Regions from separate parts of the Mus musculus genome. Here all the other regions are linked to region 3. A link is a contact called in public ChIA-PET and HiChIP or PLAC-seq data. All regions are on one chromosome and are shown on one strand. Each heading gives the region's core, a stretch centred on a gene start, on an enhancer-like site or on the middle of the called end of the contact. The rest is flanking DNA. Distances are from core to core; before and after follow the strand shown.

Region 1 (2,700 bases), core at 177-2,676, 370 kb before region 3:
CCTGGGTGTCAGCATTAAAGGTATACAGAACAAGATCCAGGACAAACAGAACGGAGTTTGTACTGCAGCCTCATCCCCGTTTACCTGTAACACCAGCAACACACATGCATCACAGCAACTCATGGCAAACTGTCCTTTTCTCTGTAGAGCAGGCCTAGGTAATGCCCAGAGTTAAGGGAGTCGGTTCAGTTCCCCTGACAAACTGGCTCCGCCCCATCACTATTTTTTACCCTGTTGAGGAACACACATTCCTCAACAATTCAGAACAAGGATATTGAGCCCATCATTTAAAATTATATAGCAGAATCTACCAGGCAGCCCCACTGGAAAAATGTTTTCTTTGAAGATGCCCATGTGACAGAGGCAGGCCAGGACCTGCCTCCTTTCAGACCTAAATGGTCCCCCTTTGGTTTCACAGGCTACTGTGCAGGCTAAAGTTTGCAACAGACATAAAGGGGTGTGACCTTGTGGAGACACCAAAGTACAATGAATTGATTGACATTCAATACTTTAATGTTCCTATTATCTTAACCTGTTATTTTAAAAAGAGTTTAAAGTGATTATTTTAACTTCAATGTTCCTATTGTGTTTTCTTCTTTGGGGATTTGAGAAAGGAAAAGAAAAGAAGAGAAAAGAAAAAAAGAAAAGAAAAGAAAAGAAAAGAACACATATTCCCAAAGGCAAGCTACAGAACCATTTCCGTAACCAAACATGCTGGAACAAGACTAGAACCTTGAACTGATACTGTCAAGAAGATATGAGAGGGCTGGGGGTGTGCAGATCCACAGGGCGGCACTTGTCTGGTATGCGCAAGGCCCTGGGGTCCACTCCTGACTCTACCCTCCCATAGAAGCAGAAGAAGAAAAAGAGCTTTCAGGGAAATAAACATTTCTATCTGCTGTAATGGACTGTTTTAAATAAAATATCAAAATGCAAAACCTTGTATTGTCCTTCTACCCAAAGAATTGCTTTGGTCTCAAAAGAAAAATGAACATAAATTTAGAAATATGGGTAAAGCCCCTAGTTTTGAGTGTGTTATGAAACACTAAGCCAAGAGCAACTTGGCTGTACAGCTTTACTGCTTTGGGCAAAGCCCCATAGTTATAGAGACCCATACAGGTCACTACTAGGCAAAGTGGCTTAAGGAGGCACCCAAAGGCCACACACCGGGGTGATGCTACCGTGCCCACTCTGGAACTTCACACCTGAATAGACAGCATCTTGGTAGACTTTCCTCCAGTCTCTTTCCAACAACACTGCTCTCCTCTACGGGCTGTCTTTTACGACTTCCTCTTTTAGACCACAATAGTCTAATAGTCAGCTCAGTCTTTGACCTCAAATACCACCAGGCAGCTTGACTGCTCTAACCGTACAGTAGTTCTGGTTCAACATGACTTAAGACGCTTCTAGAAGCAACCTCCCCAGTTAAGAAGATCACTCAGCACCTCAGACACTCAACTCCACCCCCAGCCCACATAGGTTCACACTTCTACTACGTGGGAGTCTGAGAATAAGGCAGGCAGCCCTCACAGGGTTGCCTCAGCCTGGCTGTTCATGTCAAAAACCCACCTAGACCACCCCCTTTCACTTCTGAGGGCCCAAGCCACGTACCAATATGCCTCTTGCCAACCACAAACCTGCCAGTATTTCCCTTTTTTTAAGACAGGGTGTCCTGTTCTTCAGGAAGGCCTTGAACTCCTGATCCTCCTGCCTCAACCTTCTGAGGGCTGGGGTTCTAAGAGTGTACCACTCTGCCCTGCTTATGTGGTTCCGAGGCTAAACCCCAGGGCGTTATACATGCTAAGCAGGCAGTTTGCCACAGAAACTACATTCCCATGCTTCTCCTCTGAGTGCTCAGCACTGGCTAACCCACATGCTGTAAGGCCAGATACCTACCTTACATGCATAGAGCCAGGCCCATGGTGGGAACACATGATGCTATTTCTCCTCCTAAGAAATAGGCCCCAGTAGTCATGAGCTGGCTCATGAAGTGAAAAAAAGAAAACAAACAACAAAAAAAAAAAAAACAACAAAACCAAAAAACCTTGGAGTTTTAGAGAGCTCAGGCTGGAACTAGGAAGACCCTCCTTTTTAACCCTGTTCCTGATGCCCCCAGGATAAACAAGTTCTACCTGGCCTGGATCTTCTCCATTTCATTATCTCCTAGGCAGTGTGGCTTTTCCCTTCTGCCTACTTCCCTTGTCATGGGAGCCCAATTCAGGACTGTGACACTTTTATGCACACAAATTATCCATTCTGAGCACTTCTGTCTAGCAAAGACTCTGCGTGTCCAGGCATGGGCTCAGCCTGTCTGTTCTGCTCATGGGTTGCTGGTGTCCTCTTGGGGCTCCTTCTGGATGTAACCCCAAGTAGGAGAGCACCCACACCCCCTTCATCCCAATGGTGGGCAGAGGCCTTTCTACCGAAAGCTTCTCCCCTACCTACAAATGGTAGACCCACTGTGAATGCACCCTTGTTTGGGGGCTCTCCTGGTGTTTTTCACAGTAATAAAAGAACAAAATGAAAACTTTCACTCCGTTCTATTTGGGCCAAACTTGTGAGTCAACAAGCAATTTTGGAACTCACAGGACACTTTTCTGGATGTTGGAATTCTTCCCAGGAACAGAGTACTTCATTCTGTGGGGCTTGAGGCTCCTGGCCCTGTACTCTTGACTCACCAGCTGGGAGTCTGCCCCCTTC
Region 2 (2,700 bases), core at 192-2,691, 340 kb before region 3:
TACCACCCAAGATACACGTCAGTGGGCGCACAGGGAGAACAGAACTATGAAACCAACATGACAGCGGCTAATAACTTATCCTCACATGGCAGATGTGTGCTTCTGCTGTTGGGGGGTCAAAAGCAAGTTGAACCCAGGAGGAGAGTGGCAGGGGGATGGGAAGAGTCTGAGCATTGTACAATGAAAATTGGGTGCTAATTTTGTAGGCATTGTCAAAGAAAAGGCCCCAGGCTCTTCAGAAGGTGCCTGTTAATTCTGCAAAATTAACCCTTGCCTGGGCAAATTCTGGTGATGGGAGCTGACACCAGGGCTTGATGGGCCCCGTGTGGAATTCCCAGCATCCATCCCTCTTGAGGGTCCCGAGAACTGAGACTGACTGTCTAGCCGGGTGAATTAGGGCACAGCTTCATTTCCCAGTGCTGAATTGAATTTCCTGCCTTTATCAGTGGAAGCTGACATGTTAAATCTGGGCTCCTTTGTTTATTGTTTTTAAAAAAAAGTTTGTATTTAAGGGGAAATGTTTAAACGGAAAAATCTCACCAGGCAAACTTTGCAAAGCTGGCACCAGGGAGGAACTCAGCTTCCGGCACCTCACATCTGACTTCTCTGAAGGCTTTGCCAGTCAATGAGACTTAGCAGAGAAAAACACCTCCAAGTATAAGGAGTATCCAGGCCATCCTAGGCTGGGAAATCCCACTCTGATTGGGTATTTTCTGGAAGTCAATGTTAAGTTCTCCTTCCATCCTGCCCACTGATCTAGGCTGCTAACGAATATTCATTGCCAAAAGCAACCAGTTCCTGCCTGCTGCCAGATTTCTGCTTGAACAGGGAGGGCAGGCCCCGCCCCTCCAATGAGGAGTGGCTTTCTCAATGAACGTGTCTCATAAAGCCACCCAAAAGGACCATGCAGAATCTCACTTAAATCGATCCTTGGTGATGTGAGTCTTCTGCATTCACCGTTCCCATGGTCTTTCCTGGGCATAACATCCGTCAAGATAGACAATGAGTACTCAGTAAGCCAAGGCTGAGGCCATGAGGGGGGATTTCCAAAGTCTCTAAATCCCAGGAGACCATGAGGACTAAAGGGCTTTGAAAGGAGGGAGATGGACATTCTCTGAACTGAGGGGACAAAGCCCTTCTCGCCAGCGGCAATGTCCAGAGCATCCTAGTGCTGCCCGGATGCTAGAAACCCAAAGGTGTGCAGCACCTGCTGGTCTAGCCTCCTCTCTAGCTCCAGAAAAATTACCAAGAGCCAGAGCTGGATCCTTTGGCAAAACCTAGAGAAGATCTGGAGGAAAAACAGATGTGAGTCCAATTTTGGCTACTAGGCATGGCTGTCTTTATGCTCAAGGGACTGGAAGGGAACACAGTGAGGATGGCCTCCTCATGGGGACAAGAGTCTTTCTATAGGCCACATGGGGGCAGTCCAAGCAAAGCAGCTGGGTGAGCGAGCACTCCTGCTAGGGCAGGCTCTTGCGCATCCACACAATCTTGCCAACTTGATCTGCAAAGCACAGATGCACAAGCTGGCAACAGAAAAGTACCTTGGTCCAATGCTGACCACGCCAAATGCAGTCTAGAAATGGTTAGCAAACTGAAGGGTGCCTACCTCACTGGGAGGAAAAATAGTACCCTGGAGCCCTGGGCATGAGAAACAAAACCATACAACCAGAGAGCCTCAAAGTATCCAGCACCCTAGAACAGGGCATGAACTTTGAACAAAAACACTCCAACTCTGTTATGTTCAGCTCATTTCCCCCCAGTTACTAAGTAGCCAGCCCCCCAGAGCCTATCTCAGGGTGAAAGCATCAGCTCCCAAGCTCTGCAGTGCAACTGTTCACTCGAGGAAAGCTCTGGACCAGCAGTTACAACATCCTGACCCACTGGGAATGGCCTAGACTAACCAGCGGATATGGCACCAAAACCTGATACCTTCAATTTATGTCTAACATCTGGATGCCAGATGGGGGAGACTTAGCCTAAGCTCTCCTTCCTTTGCCAGACCTCAACCACTGGTCCAATGAGCTAACCAGAGTACACTTTGATCACCAAGAGGGACTAGCCCACTGTGTCTAGGGGCGGTTCTCATTCCAGCAAAGTGTTCTTCTCCCAGCTATAAAACTATCCCTGAAAGACGCAAGTCTGTCTTCCAGACTTGTCCTGAGTCACCTTTCTCATTGGCCTTACCCCAACACAGGGCAAGAGCCTCCGACCAAACAAGAACAAAGGAAGGGAGAGTCCTGTCATTACGGCACTCCTGGGAGCATCCTGCCATGCTCCCTCTTAGTCATTCTATGGTTTTATGATAGAAAACAAACAAAAGATAGGTAATACTGCATGAGCATAGCTCTTTGTTTTTTCTTAGTCATCACCATATAAAGATTGTTGGATCATTGGCAACTTGACAGACTCTATATGTCACTTTCTGTCTCCCCAGGAAGCGGGAGTAACAGCTTTTGGTTCCTTCAGCTCCTGTAATATCTTCCTCTCACCCTGGCACTGTATAGAAGAAAAGAAGGAGCCAGATACCAAGGAGCTGATGCTGTAAAAGGCCATGTGTAGACAGATGTGTGCACTGAGTGTCATGAAGGCTTGTGCTTATAACTTCTAAAGACAAGCTCTGTGAAGGAGCTTTTCTGGGCCTGAGTCCCCAAACCTCCCATCTCTAAGTCTATGCCTACCTGCAAGAGCAGGTTTCCC
Region 3 (2,782 bases), core at 46-2,545:
TTCTTGAGAACTGAAGCAAAGGACTACAGACCTTGGCACCAGAGGTGTGCTACCCTCCATGAATGAAAATAAATCAGATCTGATACCCAAATTAAAGACCTTGTCAAGATGACATTTCTAAGATCATTTTTAAAAGCAGTCTACTCTGCTTATAGACTTAAAGAAAGTATCCGTAAAGCTCATCTAACAAAAGTCTTAAATAGACAGGTGGTGACTTGCACCTTTAAGCCAGGCGTTCAGGTGAGTCTCTAAGAGTTCAAGGTCAGCTTGGTCTATAAGTTCCAGGGCTACATAGAGAAACCCAGTCTCCAAAAACAAAAACAAAACAAACAAAAGGTCTTAAGTAGAAACTATTCTATAAAGAATTCTCAAAACTCAATAGCAAATAAGCAAATTATCCTGATGCAACAAAAGATATCAAGCATTTCACACACACACACACAAAAAATCTGAAGAGAATAAAAACATAAAAAGATGATTAAAACCATTAGCCATCACAGCAAGTAACTAAATACACACTTAGCACACAACTCAGCAATTTTGCCATTGAACACCTATTTCAGAAAAGGGGGGAGCTTTTATTTACATAAAATCCTCATATTTTGGGGGCTGGGGAGATGGCTCAGCGGTTAAGAGCACTGACTGCTCTTCCAAAGGTCCTGAATTCAAATCCCAGCAACCACATGGTGGCTCACAACCATCCTTAACGAGATCTGACTCCCTCTTCTGATGTGTTTGAAGACAGCTACAGTGTACTTACATATAATAAATAAATCTTTTTTTAAGAAAATCCTCATATTGCCTGTACAAATTTGCACTAGCCCTTGGTTTACAATGGAAAACACTAAACATCCCTCAGGGCTCAGGGATGGCTCAGTAGATAAGGGCACTGGCTCTGTAAACACAAAGACCTGAGTTCAAATCTCCAGAGTTCACATAAAAAGCCAGGTGTTCTGTAATCCGGGCCCTGTGAGGGGTGAAGAAAGGACTGCAGGCCGCTAGCCTTGCTGCAGGTTCAGCAGGAGACCCTGTCTCACTGAAATGGGACAAAGAGCAACAAGAATGCTAGTCCTCCCTCTGGCCTCAGCACGGACACACACACACATACACCACAAACAAGCTCTCACTGGGGAAAGGTTACACCAAGTGTCTTTCTTTAACTTACACTACATACCAAGGAAATGGAACCCACAGAGCTAGGGGGGCAGGATGCCAGGAGTCAGGGAGCCACATTGTGAAGGGACAATCTTAGGGTGTGGCAAGAGGGGTGGCCTTTGTTGTGACTCAAGTTTTATATCTTCAATGTAGTGACTACATACCTTTCTACATGAGAAAAAACGGCACAAAATTATACATACACAAGCAGTGTAGGTCTAAAAAAATTTTAAACAAACAAATAAAACTACAAACTTAGTATTCTTATTAAGGGGAAAGTCCCACTGTCGATTTCTGGGTTTGGTAACTTACATCATGAAGGAAGCACAGCAGTCTTTCTGGTTTTGTTTTATTTTTGAGACAGAGTCTGATTTTGTAGCCCTACCTGGCCTGGATATTACTATATAAACGAGGCTGCCCTCAAAGTCAGAGAAATATGTTTGTTTTCCTGCCGGCTGGAATTACAGGTGTGAACCACCACACCCTGTTGCATAGCCACTTCCTATAATTTTTTCAAAATAAAGTTATCCTAAAAATAGCAAGAGTTGTGGGGCCAGCAGGTTTGGCAAGTAAAATGCACTTGCTGCCAACCCTAGGGGCCTGAGACTTTGCTCCTCGGAACCCACATGGTAGGTAGAGGGCAAGATTGAACTCCTACAAGCTGTCATTTGACCTCAACAGGTAAGCCAGGGCAATGGGTGCATGCACGCATGGACATAGACAGACAGATATACACACACATACATTCTCTCCCTCTACCCTCTTCTCTTTCAAGTAAATAAACAAAATACTGAGAGGAAAGGTAGGAGATGAGTCAGCAGTTAAGTGTTTGCTACAAAGCCCACGAGAGCTGGAGTTCAGATCCCAGCATCTATGTAATAACACAAATGCCTGCCAACTCCAGCTCTAAAGGGTCTGACACAGTCTTCCAGCCTCTGCTCACACACAAGCATGTGCACATACTCCCAAGATGCACATATGCACACAAGTAAAGAAAATCTTAAAGAAATACATAAGGAAGAGGCAGGAAACAGAATAGGTGGAAGTCTAGATGAAACAAGAATGGCCAACAACTGCTAATTGTAGAGTTTCTAAGACTTTGCTTTCTTTCCTCTATTTAAATTTGTCTACAACATTAATAAAAATGTAAGAAAGCCATTTCATCTATAAACCAAAGTATTAACAAGAGTTTCTCTTGTTTTTCTTTGCTAACATGCATTTCAATTCTGAAAAATCAACGTGATTCTATAGAATGATTTCTGGGCTCAGTGGGTAAAGGCATTTCCTGTAAACCCCAACAGCCTAAACTCAACCCCTTCTAACCAGGCAGGAGAGGACTGACTCCACAAAGCTGTCCTCAGACCCCACACACACATCATGTACATTTACACAATAATTAAACTTTAAAAATAAAGAAATACAAAATGATTTTCAGCAGGCTTAGCTAATAACTTGTATTTTGCCCTTTTACTCTCTGTGCGTGCGTGTAAGTGTGTTTGGTTTGGTTTGGTTTGGTTTGGTTTGGTTTGATTTGGTTTGGTTTGGTTTGGTTTGATTTGGTTTGATTTGGTTGAGAGTATTTTTAAACAGCATCACCATGGAGAGGATTTAACATAAAGAGAAGCCT

Evidence for each region. ChIA-PET counts read pairs in DNA pulled down with a chosen protein or histone mark. HiChIP or PLAC-seq counts read pairs in DNA pulled down with a chosen protein or histone mark.
Region 1: an RNA polymerase II ChIA-PET map of memory CD8 T cells shows a contact between it and region 3, with 39 read pairs. The contact joins two enhancer-like sites. A contact is called at or near these places in 5 of 115 datasets of contacts at active chromatin or transcription factors (extraembryonic endoderm stem cells, fibro-adipogenic progenitors, heart atrium and 2 more).
Region 2: an H3K27ac HiChIP or PLAC-seq map of regulatory T cells shows a contact between it and region 3, with 6 times the contacts expected there. The contact joins two enhancer-like sites. A contact is called at or near these places in 1 of 15 datasets of contacts at CTCF or cohesin (pro-B cells), 9 of 484 Hi-C or Micro-C datasets (the C2C12 cell line, differentiating embryonic stem cells, embryonic stem cells and 2 more), 13 of 115 datasets of contacts at active chromatin or transcription factors (SST interneurons, cardiomyocytes, embryonic basal ganglia and 10 more) and 3 of 9 other capture datasets (embryonic stem cells, liver and pancreatic islet).

The regions. Positions count from the first base shown.
Region 1 is chr16:33,768,662-33,771,361 of GRCm38.p6, reverse strand. It overlaps a transcript of Heg1 not described here. Among named protein-coding and RNA genes, the nearest start is that of Muc13, 24 kb to the left of the region's middle. Within about 2 kb of position 1,426, at least 105 of the 459 cell types and tissues checked have an H3K27ac peak or open chromatin away from gene starts, as enhancers often do. A contact at or near this core is called in memory CD8 T cells, where this site is marked.
Region 2 is chr16:33,738,747-33,741,446 of GRCm38.p6, reverse strand. The region is part of intron 9 of Heg1 (heart development protein with EGF-like domains 1); the gene reads right to left. Among named protein-coding and RNA genes, the nearest start is that of Muc13, 54 kb to the left of the region's middle. Within about 2 kb of position 1,441, at least 79 of the 459 cell types and tissues checked have an H3K27ac peak or open chromatin away from gene starts, as enhancers often do. A contact at or near this core is called in pancreatic cancer cells and regulatory T cells, where this site is marked.
Region 3 is chr16:33,402,669-33,405,450 of GRCm38.p6, reverse strand. The region is part of intron 1 of Zfp148 (zinc finger protein 148); the gene reads right to left. Among named protein-coding and RNA genes, the nearest start is that of Zfp148, 23 kb to the right of the region's middle. Within about 2 kb of position 1,295, at least 21 of the 459 cell types and tissues checked have an H3K27ac peak or open chromatin away from gene starts, as enhancers often do. A contact at or near this core is called in memory CD8 T cells, pancreatic cancer cells and regulatory T cells, where this site is marked.